Regions from separate parts of the Callithrix jacchus genome. Here region 2 is linked to region 1. Evidence: chromatin contacts called from public Hi-C data. All regions are on one chromosome and are shown on one strand. Each heading gives the region's core, a stretch centred on a gene start, on an enhancer-like site or on the middle of the called end of the contact. The rest is flanking DNA. Distances are from core to core; before and after follow the strand shown. Region 1 holds the start of CTSH (cathepsin H). Region 2 overlaps LOC100412393 (A disintegrin and metalloproteinase with thrombospondin motifs 7).

Region 1 (5,347 bases), core at 1,367-3,866:
TAATCCCAGCACTCTGGGAGGCCGAGGGGTGCAGATCACGAGGTCAAGAGATTGAGACCATCCTGGCTAACATGGTGAAACCCCATCTCTACTAAAAATACAAAAAAATGGTGTGGTGGCATGCGAGTAGTCCCAGCTACTCGAGAGGCTGAGGCGAAGAATCGCTTGAACCCAGGAAGTGGAGGTTGCAGTGAGCCAAGATTGCACAACTGCACTTCAGCCTGGTGACAGAGCAAAACTCCGTCTCAAAAAAAAAAAAGCATCAGAAAAGCCCACGCATGGGGGGGGGGGGTGCATCACTATTCTGGTGCCATGCTCTGGGCTAGGCATTTTACCTATAACTATATTTAAACTGCATGACTGTATCTAACTACCCTGGAAAGCAGGGACACTTGCTCCATTTTACAGCTGAGAAAACTGAGGCCTGATGGGATGGGGGAACCACTTGTTAGGTCACACAGTGAATCTGTAGTAGGGCAAACATCGGCCTCCAACTAACCAGGTCAGCGCCCTCCACATCCCAGCACTGCAGGGGCTCTGGCCTGCTGGAACGATCCACAAAGGAGGGTCGCCAGGAACCCAGTGCAGGGGCAGCCCTGGGCCTCAGGTCTAATAGGCAGAGATTTCAATTCTGGCATCCTCCAAGTGGCCAGGATGGGCAGAGGGGTGAAGCATTCCGGACACACCAGAAGGGCAGGACATCTGCCTGGAGAGGACACCTTTATCCCAAGGCCAGCGACTCACCTTCAAAATAGTAACCGTGCAGGATCTTTTCTGAGACATTTGCCTCAAAGCAAAGAGGGTCTGGTCACACCCAAGGGGCATCTAGACGGGGTTGCAGTCATAACCTAACGAAGATCTGCTTTCTCTGAAAAAATAAAGTGCCTCCTGGAGCCGACCCCTGATTCCCTGGAGGTTCCGTGTCCACGTGCTGCACCGGCCACAGGAGAAGAGAGCCTGTCAGAGAGGCACTTTAATTGCAGATTTCTGAGCTCTACCCAGACCCACTAGGTCAAGTCCCAGGAAGGAAGTCCAGGAATCTGCTTCCCCAGGTGCCTGAGAGGTAGTCTCGGTTAGAACTTCAGGGGATGAAACCAGTAGGAGGGAAGCCATGAGAGAGCTCGAGTCTGCTTCCAGTCACAAGTTGGAAAGAAACACATTTTTCTTAAAGAGAGGGCAGGGCACAGAGGCTCACACTTCTAATCCCAGCACTTTAGGAGGCTGAGGTGGGAGGACTGCTTGAGCCCAGGAGTTCGAGAACCCATCTCTACTAAAAATACAAAACAAACTAGCTGGGGGTGATGGTATGAGCCTGTGGTCCCAGCTACTCAAGAGGCTGAAGTGGGAGGATCTCCTGAGCCTGGGAGGTTGAGGCTGCGGTGAGCTGGAATGGTACCACTGTTCTCCAGCCTGGGCAACAACAGAGCCAGGCTCAGTCTCTAAATAAATAAATAAACAAAATGTTAAAATAGAGCAAGACCAGAGCAGAAAGCACTGCAGTAGGTCAAGGCTGGGTTCAGGCACTCTCTGCACACGGACTGGGAAAGTCACAGTCTACTCTTGGAGCCTCAGTTTTCTCATCTGTAAAATGGGGGCGTCAACAACATGCCACTTTGCAAGATGATGATGCAAGTGAAGAACGGGGCGCTACTGGGCCTGTTCTTCTTGAGGCTGCGCACAGGTGGGTCTGAATCTCTCCTCACCCAAAGCAGTGATGGTGCAGGCTCCTCAGCGTGGATTGCCTGTTCTTCTGTCTCACACCCAGACCCTTACATACCATCTTCTTCAGCTTTGCAAACTACAGAGAACCACCCTTCAGCTCTTAATGTAACTTCCTCAGCAGAAAGACTAAACTGTCTATTGAGGGACAAACAACTCACAAGGAGGTCGTCTAGCTTCTCCAGTTGTAAGTCCATTCCAAGCAGAAGGGACAGCCAGGGGAAGGTGGTTAACCAGGGCAGGGAAGCGTAGGGAGTGCATGGGGAAATCCAAGGTGGGGACAGGCAGGGACATAGGGGTCCCATGGGGCTGTGAGGTGGGGACAGAAAGGGACATGGGGGTGTGAGATGGGGACACGCAAGGACATGGGGTGCAAGATGGGGACAGGCAGGGAGATGGGGATGCGAGGTGGGGACACGCAGGGACATGGGGGTGTGAGGTGGGGACAGGCAGGGACATGAGGGTGTGAGGTGGAAACACGCAGAGACATGGGGGGTGCAAGGTGGAGACAGGCAGGGACATGGGGGTGCGAGGTGGGGACAGGAAGGGACATGGGGGTGCGAGGTGGGGACAGGCAAGGACATAGGGGCTGTGAAGTGGAGACACACAGGGACATGGGGGACGTGGGGATGGCCACAGGATGGGAGAGGGAGAGGCCAGGCTGAGACCCGCCCCTCCGCGCGGTGCCAGGCAAAGCGAGGGCTCAGCCAGTCCTGACAGGCAGACAGGTCCCTCCTCCCAGAGGAGATGTGGCAGCGACGCGGCCCGGCAGTAGGTGGAAGAGCGGGCGGGTTAATCGGAGCACTCCCCCTCCCGCGAGCCCGGCCGAGGGGAGCCCGCACACCCCGCCCCGCCCCGCCCCGCCCCGCCCCGCCCCGCCCCGCGATCCCGGGCTCCGCTCTGGGCCGCAACCTCCGCGAGCCCGGGGCGCCAGAGTCCCGCCGCTGCCGCCGCTATGTGGGCCGCGCTGCCGCTGCTCTGCGCCGGGGTCTGTCTCCTGGGAGCCCCGGCCCGCGGCGCCGCCGAACTGTCGGTGAACTCCCTAGGTACGCGGAGGGGGCGCACTGGGCTCCGGGGAACCGGGCGGAGCTTTCCCCGGCGGAGGCCGGGGCTCTGCGTGCTGGCGCGGGAGGGGGTCTGGGAGCGGGGCGGCTGGCGGGCCCGGAGGATCGGGGGACGAGTGTCCAGGCGGCTCCCCAGCCTGGAATACCAAAGAAGCTCTCAGGTCCTTCCGCCCTCCCCTGCTGGGGACACGGAGAGTCGGAAAGGGAACTTTGATCCGTCCCAGAGGTGAGCAGGGACTTCCCAGCCTTCTTCTAGCAGCTTCCCCCGGGACTTGGCACCCAGGGCATCCCCGTAGTGTCGTGGGAGTCCCATCTGCAGAGCGGGCTGTTTGGAGGAGCGGATCCCTGGGCAACGGCACCAAGGAAAGCACTGAGACCAGCAGCGCTTTTCCCGCACCCCAGGGCCCATGCGATCAGGCGGACCCCGGACTCCCCTTGTTGGCCAAGTTGTCTGTGACTGCAGCTTCCTGCTGCCCTTGCACCCTGCCAGCTGCCCGGGCTCAGGCACCTCCCCCGGCTGAAGGCAAGGAGCCTGCTCTTCCCTACTGCCCCCTCCTTTCCTGCAGCCCCTGGTCCCAGCCTCAGCCACAGGCTCTGAACTTAAAGACCACCTGTCCCCTCCACAGAGAAAAGTAGCCAAGAAAAAACTCGAGGAGCCCAGAACCTAGGGAGGGGTGCCCTGAGCTTTGGAGGAACGGGACAGGGATTTCCCCCAGCGAGAGGCTCAGGGAATGGGACAAAGATCACTGAGGCTGAATCTCAGCCAGAGGGTTGCCTCATTCCTTCCCAACTGCTTATAAAAGAAAGCCCCCCAGCCTTGTAAACCTCAGTGGGCCCCCAGCTCCAGGTCAGTTCCCGCCTAAGGAAAACCCCGCCCCCCCAAACAGGCTGTGTGGAGGAAGCTGGCACAGAGAGGCTGTCTGAATTCCAGAGCAGGGCTTGACAAGCTTTTTCTGTAAGGCACAGTGGCTCATGCCTGTAATCCCAGCACTTTGGGAGACCGAGGAGGGTGGATCACGAGGTCAGGAGATCGAGACCATCCTGGCCAACATGGTGAAACGCCGTTTCTACTTAAAATACAAAAATTAGCCGGGCATGGTGGCGCACACTTCCAGTCTCAGCTACTTGGGAGGCTGAGGCAGGAGAATCTCTTGAAACCAGGAGGTGGAATCACTCTAGCCTGGGTGTGTGGGTGACAGAGTAAGACTCCATCAAAAAAAAAAAAAAAAAAAACGGAGAATACTGTAGTTTCCTGTCACCTGCTCTAAATCCAGGCAGGGCACACATCATGGCACTTTTAAAAGTCCTAACGAAACTGAAATGGATCTATTTGAGGGTCAGGCACCATTCACCAGAAGATTATTCTGGCCCCAGAATAATCTTCCTAGAGGCAAACTGGTAGTCAGTTGTCCTAAACTCAAACCCTACCTCCAACCCTTGTCCTGAGTTGAAGTCTGTCTTCTCTAAAGCCTTCAGCTGCAGTAGGGCCCTTAATCAAGGTTTGGAATCTCCTGAAACCCTAAAGGGACCCATGTTGGGGAAATGTACATTTTTTCCCCTGGGAAATTGGCCATAGATTGGTCTCTGGAACAGGTTCCAGACCCAAAAAAGGAGATATAAATGCTGTGTGGTAGTGATCTTCACACTGGAGGTGTGGGTCCTTGGGGGAACACAAAGATATTCCAAGTGATGCCGGCACAGAGAGTGTTCTGGGAATCCATTTACAGATCTTTTATTTCCAAATGCCCTTTTTGCTAAAACTGGGAGATAGCCCCTGAAGGCAAGGGGGATCTCTTTCCTCTCATTCAATCTGAACCTGAATAAAACAATAGGAACAGCTGGGCAAGGTGGCTCACGCCTATAATCCCAGCACTTTAGGAGGCTGAGGCAAGGGATCATCACCTGAGGTCAGGAGTTCGAGACCTGCCTGACTAACATGGTGAAACCCTGTCTCTACTAAAAATACAAAAAGTAGCCGAATGTAGTGGCGAGCACCTGTAATCCCAGCTATTCGGGAATCTGAAGCAGGAGAATTGCTTGAACCTGGGAGGTGGAGGTTGTAGTGAACCAATACCGCGCCACTGCCCTGGCCTAGGCGACAAAGCCAGACTCCATCTCAAAAAAAAAATAATAAAAAGAAAGAAAGGACTGGGCATGGTGGCTCATGCTTGTAATCCCAACACTTTGGGAGGCTGAGGCAGGCGGATCACGAGGTCAGGAGATCGAGACCATCCTGGCCAACATGATGAAACCCTGTCTCTACTAAAAAATACAAAAAAAAATCAGCTGGGCGTGATGGCACACGCCTGTAATCCCAGCTACTTGGGAGGCTGAAGCCAGAGAATTGCTTGAACCCGGAGGAGGAGGTTTCAGTGAGCCGAGATCGCGCCACTGCACTCCAGTGTGGTGCCTGGCAACAGAGCAAGACTCTGTCTCAAAAAAAAAAAAAAAAGAAAAAGAAAAAAGGAAGAAAGCAAGCAAGCATGTTGAGTGATAGAGCAAGCACCATGGGATTGGATACACAGAAAGGGGTGAAAAGAATTAAATGGCATTGCTCTTGAAAA
Region 2 (5,025 bases), core at 2,434-4,933, 170 kb after region 1:
GGCCCTGGGGCCAGGTGAGCTGAGCTGCATGGAGGAGCAGGGAGCAAGGGCTTGGTGGCACCTGGTCGATCGTGGGTTGGGTGAAGCAGCTATTGAGTATGGCTGAGAGCCAGGCTCTCTGGCCACTGCTCATGCAGCAGTGACTGGATGAGGTCACGCCCTGCTGGTGCTCACAGCCTGCCAGGGAGAAACAGACAAGGAAAGGGCACGTGTGCTGTGATATCAGGGAAGGCCTTCCCAGGAGGGGCCTAGGGTTGAGACCCGAGGGAGGAGTCAGTGATGCCAAGAACAGGGATAAAAGGGACAGTAGGTGTGAAGTCTGAGGCAGGAATGACAGGCTTGGGGCGATCAGGGAGCCTGGCAAAGGCCAGCGGCAGAAGGGGGCGGAAGAGGAGCCTTGGGTGGGCAGGATACCTTCTGCCGGGTCTGTTTGGAACCAAGGGGGTCAGAAATCTCAGCTCTGGGCCCTGAGCTGGGCCCTGGAGTCAGCTGGGCCAGCGTTCAAGTCTTTGTCCCACTGGCTGCTGAGTGACTCTGGGCAGGTTGCTTTGCCTCTCTGGGTCACTGTTTTCTCATCTGTAATACGGGGATAGTTTGGGAGAGGAGGGGCGGGAGGATTAAATAAAGTAACGGGATGAAGCACAGGGCTGGGCACAGACTCAGTGGGCACAGCACGACACTGGCACAGACTTGGAGCATGTTTAGGGCTTTCAGACCCGCATCTGATAACAACGAAGCCTGGCGGGCTGGGCCCTGGCTGTGAAACCTGTCTCCTCCCCTCCTGCCTGTGGGCTGGGCAGGTCCTCGGCCCCATCCCTTGGGCACAGCGGTGTCTCGCCCATGTCTCTGCCCGCTGCTGAATTAGGGCTCCATCCTGGGGCTCTGCCCAGGTCTCTCGGGCATGTCCTGTGCGAGGGGCTTGCTGCCCTGCAGCCTCGAAGGCTGTCCCCACTGTTCTCATGGCCCTCCCCACTGCAGGAGACGATCCCACAAATGCGAGTGGGATTCAAGTACCGAGTGGGCTCTAGGCATGGGACCAGGCCTTCCCAGGAGGCAGTGAGGGTGGGGCTGGGAGCAAGGGCAGGCCAGTCAGGCACAGGGCACAGGGATGGCTTCCCAGTGGAGGTGTCACTGCCCCTGATGCTAAGGTGGCCCAGGGAGACGCTTCTTCCTCCCCACTCCCCACAGTGCTCAGCACCCTGTGGTGGGGGCGTCCAGCGGCGCCTGGTCAAGTGTGTCAACACCCAGACGGGGCTGCCCGAGGAAGACAGTGACCAGTGTGGCCATGAGGCCTGGCCCGAGAGCTCCCAGCCGTGTGGCATCGAGGACTGCGAGCCCATCCAGCCGCCCCGTGAGTCCCTGAACTCCTGGCTCTCTGCTAAAGTGAGGTGGGGTGGGGAGGGTAATGGGGAGTGGGATTGTCAAACCATCGAAGCCACGGCACCGGCTGGCTCCATCTGTAGTCTGGGCTCAGGAGCCATGTGGTCACTGAGAATCCTGAGGCCACAGGATGCCATACTCAAGCCTGAGCTGTGCTGGGAGTTGGCCCGGAGGCCCCAGCCACATGATACCCTGCTGATAGATGTCTGGCCTCGGGGGAGGAGAGGGAGAGGCCCTGGCCCCTGAGCTGCTGTGTGAACCTGCATAAGCTCTTTCCCTCTGGGTCTCAGTCTTCCCATAGTGAGGCCGGGGATGTCCCTGAGGCTGTGTGAAAGCTGGGCCTGGGTGAGGCCGGGTCCCCAGCCCTGGCCTGTTTTCCCTGCCAGAGGGCTACCTAGAGTGAGCAGTGGAACTGCAGGGAGGGCCTCCCTCCCAGGGTCCTGCTAGTCCCAGCGGCGGGGGGTTTCCTGGCCAGCTGTGTCCTGGCAGAAGGGCCTGAGCCAAAGTGGTCTGGACACCCTGACCCCTGCTGCTGACACACACACACACACACACACACACACACACACTCTCTCTCTCTCTCTCTCTTTCTCTCTCTTTCTCTCTCTTCCTTCCTGCAGCCCCAGCTGCTCCCAGCAGTGCTGAGTGCAGGAAACCGTGGCCCTGGAGTCTCACCTGGGCTCCCTCGCCAGCTGTGTGGCCTTGGGCTCCATTCCCCTGTCAGGGACTTCATATGTTGAATCACGGGGCTGTCAATCACCATCCTTGCCTAAATGAGGTCTGGGCACGAAGCATCCCGCACTGCGTGGGCGTCCAGGTGGTACTCAGGGAAGGCGGCTTTTTCCCCTTCCCCAAAGCCACTGTCATCCCCAATTGCAAGGTCAGGAAGAGGGCCTGGGTCTGCCCCTGGAAGTCTAGGGCACCCAGAAGCTGTGGTGGGAAGAGCTGTGGCCCCCTGTACTATTGGCTATCTGCCCCCTGCCCCTTGGACAGAGTTGGCAGCCAGGGCACTCAGGCTGGCATTCGGGGCCCCCTGCAGTCTCCCGGGTCTGCCTCTCCCCTTGTCTTGCGTAGTCTTCTCTATCTGCTCCTGAACAGCCCTCATTCAGGCTCAGAGTGGCCCCTGCCATGCCTCACTACCCTGCCTCTGACAGGGGTGGCCTTCCTGCCTCAAATTCCATTACCTCAAGGCCCAGAGGTAGTGCCCCCACTTTGCCCTGCCTGTCCTCAGCACGCACCGAGCCAGCATCTGGGAGCACTCCTGTGTGCCGCCTGAGCTGGGTGCTGGCATCACATCTCTTGCTGTCAGGGCTAGGCTGGCTACAGGGAAAAGGTGGTTACCATCCCAGTTGGTGAGGACCAGATGGGGCAGAGAATGGGAATTGAGGTGCCTGGGGGCCCAGAACCAGGGACAATGGCCCACGAGGCCCTGGGCTTGCAGGGTCTCCAGGGGTGGGTGTGAGTGGGTAGAGGGAGTGGGGCTGCTTAGGTGGCTGAACTAGAAGCTGTCTTAAGTGAGTTTTCGGTGGCCAGTGAACAGTGGAGGGGAAGAAGGAAGGTGTCTTGCACCTTGAGACCTGGAGTTCCCAGGATGTTTTGCTGGTCTGTGGGATAGTGTGGTGGATATTTGGAAAGCCTGGAATCTCCAGAGTGTGTGGTCACTGCAGTGACCCAGCATGGCTGCATCCGTTTGCTGCAGAGGCGGGGCTGACAAAGGAGGGAACCGAGGCCTGAGAGGTGAGGCAGCTTGTGTGAGGTCACCCCAGGCGAGCAGGATGCAGCCTGCAGATGTGCGCTTTGGAGCTCTGCCTGGAGCTGAGCTGGAGGAGTCTGCCTGCTGCCTCGTGCCCTCTGCGGGGCCTGGAGGATGGCCCAGGCCCAGGGCTGGCTGCTCCTCTCCTGCTCCTCCTCCCCCGGGAGGTCTGCTGGAGTGAGCAGGGCCAGGGCGGCAGCTGGGGGTTTTCAGCAGTGACAACAGCATCAGGAGCAAGGCCAGGAGGCTGGAAAAAAGCCACTTCCCAAAATAGGTCTGATAACCACAGGCAGGAGGGCCCAGCCAAGCCTCAGCCCTGACAAGCCTCAGCCCCTGGTTTCCGCTGACAGCCTGCAAGGTCCAGTCTTTCGAGGCTTCGTGGCCTCCCTGAGAAGTGGAAGGCTGGCCTGGGAGATGGGACCCTGTGACCCCAAAGCCGAGGCTGAGTGCAACCCCCGTGGCTGGAGGCGGTCACAGAGGCCTGGTAGGACAGGTGCACTGATGCAGGAGGAGGTGCCAGGAATGGGGGCAGAGGCCACTGCAGGCTGGCAGCAGCCCCTGGGACTGCAGTTTTGTGCCAGGCTCTATCAGGGGATTCCAAGGCTGAGCAAGGATGGAGATGGGGTGGTGGGGCATTGCCCCAGGCAGGCTCTTCCGTGGGCATGTGAGGGGGTCAGGGTGGGGTCTCAGGCCCTTTTCTCCAGAAACCTCAGCCCACCAGCACCTGTTCTCCAATCTTGGGGGTTGGCCATGGGAAGATGGGAGAGAGACAGCCACAGCTGGAGATGTGCAACTCTGGTTCGGGAGCTCCTCCAGAAACTGGGGCCCTCTGCATAGCAGGGAGCTGCTGGAGACTCCTTAAGGTGACTGGTGTGGGGAGCCAGGTTCTGTGTACCCCAAACCACTGATGTCCCCCGCCCCCTACTCCAGGCTGTGAGCGGGACCGCCTGTCATTCGGATTCTGCGAGACACTGCGCCTGCTGGGCCGCTGCCGGTTGCCCACTGTCCGCACCCAGTGCTGCCACTCATGCCCTCCACCCAGCCATGGCACCCCCTCCCGAGGCCATCAGCGGGCTGCCCGCCGCTGACCGCATCAGGATGCACAGACCGACCAACAGACCTCAGTGCCCACCATGGGCTGTGGTGGAGCTCCCGCCTCCTGCGCCCTAATGGTGCTAACCCCCTCTCCCCATCCAGCGGCAGGCTGGGGACCTCCTCCCCCTCAGAAAAAGTATTTTTTTATTATAACAGTTTGTGTAACATTTATTATTATTTTACATAAATGAGCATCTACCATTCCAAAGCACAGTGTGACTTCTTCTTGGATTTGGAGAATCTTAAAGTCAGAAACTCTTCTCCTGACTCCTCTGCCCCAATCTCCACTGCGAAGCACCTCAGCAGACAGCGGCTTTTCACCTGCTCCCCTGGGGCAGATCTGCTGGGGGCAGAGCAGCAAGTGAGTCTGTGAGAGCAGGCCTCGGGAGCCAGGGGGGTGCTACCCTGGGAGACCTGTCTGCAGAGGGCTGGGTTCTGGGGCAGGAAGGTTTTCTGGGCAGGGGTACAGCCTGGCCTTTACTTGCTGCCTGCCTCTAGCTCAGGCACCCAGCTTTCCCTGGGGCCTCACTCTGAGGTCCTCAGAGGCCTGCCCACCTTGCAGGTGTCACCTGCAGGGACTGTACCCTGGAGTGATGGGGGCTGGGCCCCTGTGGGCAGCTCCCTGGCCCTCTCTGATGTATCTGTTGACTCTTCTGCAAAAACCAGGCAGAGAGGGGAAGAGCAGGCTGGCCAGCTGTGCCCTTCTATGTCCCCACCTGTCCCTTTATCTCTGTTCCCAGAGATGGGGCTGGGCTAATTCCCACTGCCTCAGGGTGGTCCCTTCCCCACCACCAGCC

The links. Hi-C and Micro-C count contacts between places; a contact is called where the count stands out from the background.
Region 2: a Hi-C map of skeletal muscle shows a contact between it and region 1, with 3 times the contacts expected there. The contact joins the enhancer-like site here to the promoter of CTSH in region 1. A contact is called at or near these places in 2 of 3 Hi-C or Micro-C datasets (both in skeletal muscle).

Annotation. Positions count from the first base shown.
Region 1 is chr6:29,139,571-29,144,917 of calJac240_pri, forward strand. CTSH (cathepsin H) reads left to right here and starts at 2,617. Exons shown (of 12, transcript XM_002753365.4): 1 at 2,617-2,765. The coding sequence starts at 2,675.
Region 2 is chr6:29,307,003-29,312,027 of calJac240_pri, forward strand. It overlaps LOC100412393 (A disintegrin and metalloproteinase with thrombospondin motifs 7), which reads left to right. Exons shown (of 25, transcript XM_078329075.1): 22 at 1-14; 23 at 1,189-1,351; 24 at 2,001-2,260; 25 at 4,064-4,436. The coding sequence ends at 4,303. Among named protein-coding and RNA genes, the nearest start is that of TRNAK-CUU, 92 kb to the left of the region's middle. Within about 2 kb of position 3,684, at least 4 of the 16 cell types and tissues checked have an H3K27ac peak or open chromatin away from gene starts, as enhancers often do. A contact at or near this core is called in skeletal muscle, where this site is marked.